Regions from separate parts of the Pan troglodytes genome. Here region 2 is linked to region 1. A link is a contact called in public Hi-C data. All regions are on one chromosome and are shown on one strand. The core of a region is the stretch at or near the end of the contact, and the rest is flanking DNA. Distances in the headings are between cores, read along the strand shown. Region 1 overlaps DGKI (diacylglycerol kinase iota). Region 2 holds the start of CREB3L2 (cAMP responsive element binding protein 3 like 2).

Region 1 (3,883 bases), core at 656-3,155:
ATCTGCATGATTTAGGGTGGGCTAGATTGTCTCTTCAAATAATAATAATAATAGCTCCAATATTTTGAGCATATAACAAGAACCGGCTCTTTGTTCTGTCATTTCTAAGTTTCAGAACCTTACAATATAGGCATTATTCTCTTCCATTTTAAAATATTTTCTACATTATCACTCAAGTAGCTAAGGGGCAAGACCAACATCCAAACTCAGATCTAAGTTGAAAACAGGCATTCTTTACCTATTGCCAAAGAGTCTAGATTTCCAGGGGCCAGTCATTTTAGGCTTCTATCCCAGGCATGAGTCTAGACTAAGTTACTTTGGTTTCTGCCCAAATCTTCCAGAAGTAAAGGAAGGCAAGTTCAGCTTTTACGCCCAGGAAACAATAATAAGAATAGCAACAAAAGCAGGAAACGCTGCTAATAGGAATATAGTATTTGCTATCTGTTCTTATAAGCACTTCACAAATGGTAGTTCACTTAACCCTCACAACCCTATGAAACAGGTCCTATTCTTAATTCCATTTCACTGATGAGAAAACTGCCCAAGGTCAGTGAATTAAGGCACAGCAGGGCCAAGTGGTCTGGCTTCAGAGCTCATGCTTATAAGCATTACACAATTCGGCCTCTCTGACAGTCAGTATTAGTTTAAAATTATAATGAAATAAAACTTTTTAAAGTTTATCTTTTTTCTCTAATGATAAAAAATGGACTGCATGGAGAGAGATGAATGAGCAGAATCTACATTTCATGACTGCCAGTGTCATGCAGGATCTAAGATAGGAAAGTTCAGCCCTCTCTATAAAGGACAGACTGGAAGGAGGATTTGTATGAATAATTTCTGTGTTTGAGCCTGAAAGAAATGTACTATAACTAAGCCTATCTGTCAGATGGGCTATCAAAGCATCCAAGTGTGAAAGGTCCTGAGTTCCTGTCCTCTTAGAGATTGCTGGCAACCTTCCCCTTCCGAGGAGTGGTTTCCCCTGCTGAGGTATAATTTTTGAGTCAATTGTGTCAGGTAGGTGAGAAGAAATAAAGCATTGCTGCGGCCAGAGATTTGAAGAGCTGCAAACCACCACTTTGGAGGGGTAGGATTAGGAAAGAAAATGCAGCCTCATAGGTCTTGGACAGCTGCATTCATTCAACATGGGGTATTTACACATTATCAGCCACCAACAAAAACCTAAAACACTGCAGTACCGCTGCCATGAAACTTGTAGAAGAAATCCACTGACTGAGATTCCTTTATTCTGCTTGCAGATGCTTTTATCACTCTCGGATTTCCTCTTCCTGAGGGAAGAACATGGTGTAGCACATGAAATACGTTTGACAATTGCTTTTGCACATAACAATGATAAAAGAAACCAAAGCATCTAGCTACACTACTGAACAGTGTCTTGTTCTACTACTAAAAAAGAAAAGAAGAGGAGAAAAAGAAGGAGGGGGAGGAACAACAAGAAAATATACAGTAGTAATCGTAGTAACACAGCAGTAGCAATCAAAAGAAGAATCAAAAAATTCTATTTTGCTCTACAGGGTAGAGCACCCATAAGCAAATCATGGTTTTCCTTCTGTTTCCTATGGATATCCTGGTGCGAATCACTGCTTTGGCACCACCTGTGGAAAACGCATGGGGCATTTGAGTCACATTGCTAATCAGAGTTATAGCGACACAAAGGAAACTGGAGTTGATTTTAGTCTATTCATTTCCCATGAAACTCCTAGTAAATTACATTGTGGATAAGCAATGCAATATTACCACAGGTAGGAAACCACTTACAGGGTGTGATTTAAGGATGCCTGAAAAGCCTCCCTCCTTGCCAATAACTCCTGTCCTAGTCTAGCTTCGTGCTTGACACTACGCTCTGCATTAAGTTCTATGGAGTTCCAGGGATTTCTTAGTCTGTTATGAAAGTCACTGAAGATGGAAGGAAGATGCGGAGAAAACTCAGGAAGCCTCATGCATTCAATGAAATGCAATGCCTCCTCCTTTGTTTTACAAATCAGGATTCTGAGTCAAAACATCTTTTGCACAAGGGATCTGGGCTAGAAGAATTTGAGAACTGGTGCATTAAGATATGCTATCTCTCAGCCTTCTGGAACGTCATGTAAATGCACTAACATCATTCATATGGAAAAACTGAAGTGCAACGTTCCGCAGATGATAATATATGGAGTCGAGTGCTGTAAGTTCTAAAACTGATTTTAACTGAACTATATTGATTTTTAAAAGATCCTCTTAAAATATATTATGAACTTATGTGCCTTTTGAGGCAGAATATATAAACCATATTCTAAATTTTTCTTCATAAAGACTACAACATGATGCACTGTACAAAGAACAGTCATTTTTCTCTTTCCTGTCCTTCTGTTTGGGTAGAGCTCCTTTTGAGTCAGTGTTGCTGTCTTTTGTTGCTCTCAATTTCCTAAATGGCAGCTTCTCAACAGCTTTTAATTTGAGAAATCAGATAATTACAGTTTACAATCATATGTAAAATTAAGTAAATAAATTCTGAATAAAGGTCCCAGGTCTTTTGCCATAGTAGAAAAGTAAATAGATTTTTAGTTCCTTAATTGAGGGAAACTGTTTTAGCAAATCTGAAATTTTAATCACTGACTTCACGGCGTATGACTACATTTCAACTGGTTAAAGTTATTTGAAGTAGTTGGATAATAAGCTTCCGGACAGAAATTGCCCAAAACACATAGAATTTTGTGCTTAGTTAGGTTGCAATTTTTCATTTTTAAGTTCCCAGCTATATACAAAGGTAAGATGCAGGAATCTGGACATTCTAAATACTACAAATATTCACTTTTTCCCAAATAACTTATATGAGCCAGTGCTTACTTCTCTATGAAAGGTGATAAATTAAACCAAGAAAAGTCACTTAAAAGCATTCAGTAGGGGCCGGGAGCAGTGGCTCATGCCTGTAATCCCAGCACTCTGGGAGGCTGAGGCGGGCGGATCACAAGGTCAGGAGATCGAGACCATCCTGACTAACACAGTGAAAGCTCGTCTCTACTAAAAATACAAAAAAATTAGCCAGGCATGGTGGCGGGCACCTGTAGTCCCAGCTACTCAGGAGGCTGAGGCAGGAGAACGGCGTGAACCTGGGAGGCAGAGCTTGCAGTGAGCCGAGATCACGCCACTGCACTCCAGCCTGGGCGACAGAGCGAGACTCCATCTCAAAAAAGAAGCATTCAGTAGGTTACCTCTTATTCCTTACATTGGGACATAGTTGTTATAGAACCTAGCACAAAAACACAATTTAAACAAATATTGCCTAGAACATGAAACATGTTTAAAAATTAAAATTATTTAAAAAACAATAATTTGCTCTCATCAATGAATGTAAAGGCCAGTTGAGCTTACTGCCTTAAATATCAAACAGCATCTAAGCACCCTTACTAAGGGTTTCCTGATTTTGCTGGTGTTGGTATTCAAAAGAAACTTATTTGTAGGTGTGTGGTACGGGGTGGGCAGAGGGGGGAACATATCCATTTAAACTAAGACAATATGGAATACAGTATAGATCACAGTCCATTATATTACACTGTTCTAATAAAAACATGACCAACATTTACTTTAATAACAACACAATAATATATATGCTAGGTTTTAGGATGGTGGGCATGATCTCACCAGCAGCCATACAGTGGTTATAAGAGAAAACACATCCTACATATTTCCCATGCTGCAGGCACTGCTGGCATTGAAAGCAGTGACAGCTCTCCACCAATCTTCAGCTCATAGCAGGCAAGGGAGAAAAACTGTCACAGCTTTAGACCACTGGAGCAGGGAATGGGGATTGAGGAGGACAGAGGCATCAGTGGCAGGCAGTGGTAGAGAGTATACAATTGTCCCTAATAAAGAGATTAATATTGAA
Region 2 (3,469 bases), core at 57-2,556, 340 kb after region 1:
AAGCAACTGGTGAGCTGTCCCACCTTCCCCAGAGCCTTCCTTAAATATGCAACTGTCTCAGATTTTCCATACTCCTCTGCTGGTTTTTCCTCCGAAGAGGGAGGAAGGAGACTCCTTGGCCGTACAGTTTAAGAAAGCAAATAAAGCCGCCTTTCTCCTAAACGTAGAGGAGCCCTTTCAACACACACACACACACACACACACACACACACACACACACACACACACACGTGTACTTTTTAAAATATAAATATGAAAGAAGAGGAAGGGAGGGAGAGAGGGAAAGAGAATACGAGACAGATGAAAAGGAAATGCTACTTAATCTTGTCCAGTTTTTGAAAACCTCAAAAAAAAATCAATAGCAAACTAGGCGGAGGCATGTTATTCTCAAAACACACACTCCCTCTCCCGCATTACAGTACTGTTAACAACAGAAAATGATATTACAGATGGAAAAAGCCTCAGGGAAAAAAGCATGAATTGTTAAAGGAATACAAAGTGGCATTACTCTCATGAGAAATGTAAAGGGGCCAGCTGCCCGCCTTCATCTGCTCAGACATTAAAGTACACCTCGCCCAGGACCTCTTGATTCTGACCGTGCCCTGCCCCAAACTCTGCCTTCCCGGGTCCCAGGACTCCAGCTGCTCCTCGCGTGACAACACTTGCCCGCTTTGAAAGCCCTCCTGCCCCGCCCGCCGGGTCCTCACCGTGTGGTACATGAGGGCCTCGCCGTCCCCGGGCTCTGACAGCTCGCTCAGCTTGCGGTCCCACTGCAGCACGCCCTGCTCCCCGCTCTCCAGCACCTCCATGGCGGTGCGGGCCGCGCTGGGCCGAGGATGCTAAGCGCAGGAGGGGACGCGCAGAGCTGCCTCGGACCGGCAAGGTTCCTCTCTCTCCGCGTGTGCGTGCGTGCGTGCGCGCGCGTGTCTGTAGTTTTGCACTTGGAAAGCAAACGTCTGCTCCTCTGACGGAGAGAGGATGGCCAAGCGCTCCCGTCCGGTGTCCTCGGAGATCCGAGAATCCCCAGGGACACGAGCCGGACCAAAGGCTGCCGGGGCTAAAGCGGGATGTGCATCCAAAATGAAGGCAGAAGACCCGCTCTCATCCCAGGAAAATCCCTTAGTCGCAAGCCCACTTGCCGCTACGGCTCCAGACACAAACTTTGAGACACCCCAGGGCTCCTCGGCTCTGCTCCAGGACCCAGCTGCGGCCCCACCTCCCTCCAAGGCTTGACCAATTGGATATCCGCCTTGCCTAGCAGACCCAATCAGAAGTCTCATTCTCGGCTTTGTCCCGCCCCCAAAGGCAGAGGCCGCGGGAAGTCTCCGCCCACGCCTTGGAATGTAGCCGGGGAGTGTCTGTGACGTCACCGAGGAACTCCTCCTGCCTGAGCGCGGCCCGCTGTCGGCTGTCGCCTACAGCTGACCAATAGAGGGCTTGGATCCAGAAGTGATGGACTGGAGGCTTGACTAATGTGAAAGGGGCGTCTGAAAGGTACAGCCAATGAAATAGCGACAAGAATACATTTTGTAAAAGAGGGAGGGTGAGTTCAGTCCTCTTGCTGAGAATCCTCAGAAATTAGCCAGCGCGCCGACAGGGGGCGCGAGAGTTGTTGCGCGGGGGACTTAAACATTTTCAAGTACTTTAGTTCATTTGAATCTCTCGGAATTTTTTAAATGGATTACATATTATACAAAAATACAAATATTCCTCATGGACATACATTTATATTAGTGCAGCTCTAGGAAATTGTCATTGTTCTTCACCTTTTTCGCCCATTTTCTGTTGGGTTCTTCTATTTTTTATGGACTTCACTTATTGTATGTTTTTCTTTCATCTGCTTGATAAGAGTCAATGGCATGCTTTTCCAGGTCCTACAGAAGTGAGCCCAGTCCTTGAATTCATAGAGCTTTTATCTCAGAGGAGTCAGGCAATAAACAAAGAAATAAACATTTAAATTCAGAAAGTGGAATTTGCTATAAAGAAAAATAAAAGCAGGAAAACAGGATGCGTCAAGATCGATGCTATTTTACGTGCTGATCAGGGAAGTTCTTCCTAAAGGAAATGAGATTTCGGGGGAAGCTGGTGTTCACGTGACTGCTGGGGAGGCCAGTGTGGCTGCAGCAGAGGTGCTTGGCAGGGAGGGGTGGGAAAGGCCGGAAAGGTGAGCCAGGGCCAGAGCACCAGGCCTGCCTCCTAGAATAGGGAAGAGATGGCCTGTTCTAAAGGAATTCCCCCCAACACTGTGATTCTTCTTCCTCCTTTTTAATTCCAAAAAAAAAAGCCCTTAAAAATATAGTTTACCTATCTTAAATATAAAAGTAGGTCTTTGCCAGTTAGCTCTAGAAGTTTCTTACAATGGCACATTCAGGTATTAGCTATTGTGTTGTTTCCTTGGCAAGTATTTTTTGGCGGGTGGAGACAAATGTCTTTGAACTCTATGTTGTCTTTAAAGCAGCAGTTTATCATATAAACTATTGCATTTGTCTGGTCCTATCTTCTGGGGTCTTTTGAGAATTTTTTTTTTTTTTTTTTTTTTTTTTTTGAGACAGAGTCTCACTCAGTTACCCAGGCTAGAGTGCAGTGGCACGATCTCAGTTCACTGCAGCCTCCACCTCCTGGGCTCAAACAGTTCTCCTGCCTCAACCTCCTGTGTAGCTTGGACCACAGATGTGCACCACCACACCCGGCTAATTTTTAAATTTTTTGTAGAGGCAAGATCTCACTTTGTTGCCTGGGCTGGCCTCAAACTCCTGGGCTCAAGCAATCCTCTCTCCTGAGTCTCTCAAAGTGCTGAGATTTAAGGCATGAGCCACCACGCCCAGCTTTTGAGATTATTTTAATGCTTAAATAGAAGCTCTAGTTTATGGGCACACACCTTCCTTATATAATAGTTTTCTCATTTTTCTCTTAGGTTCTTGGTTTTTCTTTTCCAGCCTAGTATCCCCTTCATCACATTCTTTCCATAGATTGCTCTTTCCATTTTTAAAGACCTTTCTTATTTTTTTAATCTGTCACTCAATGTACAATGGGATTACATCCACATAAACCCATCATAAATTGAAAATATCATCAGTCAAAAATGCATCTACTATACCTAACCTATCAAACATTATAGCTTAGCCTAGCCTACCCTAGATGTGCTCAGAACACTTATATTAGCCTACAGTTGGACCAAATCATCTGGCAACACAGTACTAGTTATTTACTGTCATGATTGTGTGGCTGACTGGGAGCTATGGCTCCCTTGCACCAGGAGAGAATACCATATTGCGTATTGCTAGCCCGGGAAAAGATCAAAATTCAAAACTCAAAGTACAGCTTCTACTGAATGCATATCTCTTTCACACCATCATAAAGTCAGGAAATCATAAGTCATAAGTCAGGAACCATCTGTACATCTTCCTTAATGTAGGAATACAAACATTTATCCGTGAAGCAGTTCTGCTTTTGACAAAGTCTAATCCTG

What was found. Hi-C and Micro-C count contacts between places; a contact is called where the count stands out from the background.
Region 2: a contact with region 1 is called in a Hi-C map of induced pluripotent stem cells, with 1.7 times the contacts expected there. The contact joins the promoter of CREB3L2 here to the enhancer-like site in region 1. A contact is called at or near these places in 2 of 7 Hi-C or Micro-C datasets (induced pluripotent stem cells and stem cell-derived neural progenitor cells) and 1 of 1 datasets of contacts at active chromatin or transcription factors (stem cell-derived excitatory neurons).

The regions. Positions count from the first base shown.
Region 1 is chr6:153,021,611-153,025,493 of NHGRI_mPanTro3-v2.0_pri, forward strand. The region is part of intron 3 of DGKI (diacylglycerol kinase iota); the gene reads right to left. Among named protein-coding and RNA genes, the nearest start is that of DGKI, 190 kb to the right of the region's middle. Within about 2 kb of position 1,906, at least 2 of the 24 cell types and tissues checked have an H3K27ac peak or open chromatin away from gene starts, as enhancers often do. A contact at or near this core is called in induced pluripotent stem cells, where this site is marked.
Region 2 is chr6:153,364,939-153,368,407 of NHGRI_mPanTro3-v2.0_pri, forward strand. It overlaps CREB3L2 (cAMP responsive element binding protein 3 like 2), which reads right to left and starts at 1,307. Exons shown (of 12, transcript XM_001148336.7): 1 at 708-1,307. The coding sequence starts at 809. It overlaps LOC134810578 (a long non-coding RNA gene), which reads left to right and starts at 1,299. Exons shown (of 4, transcript XR_010159017.1): 1 at 1,299-1,494.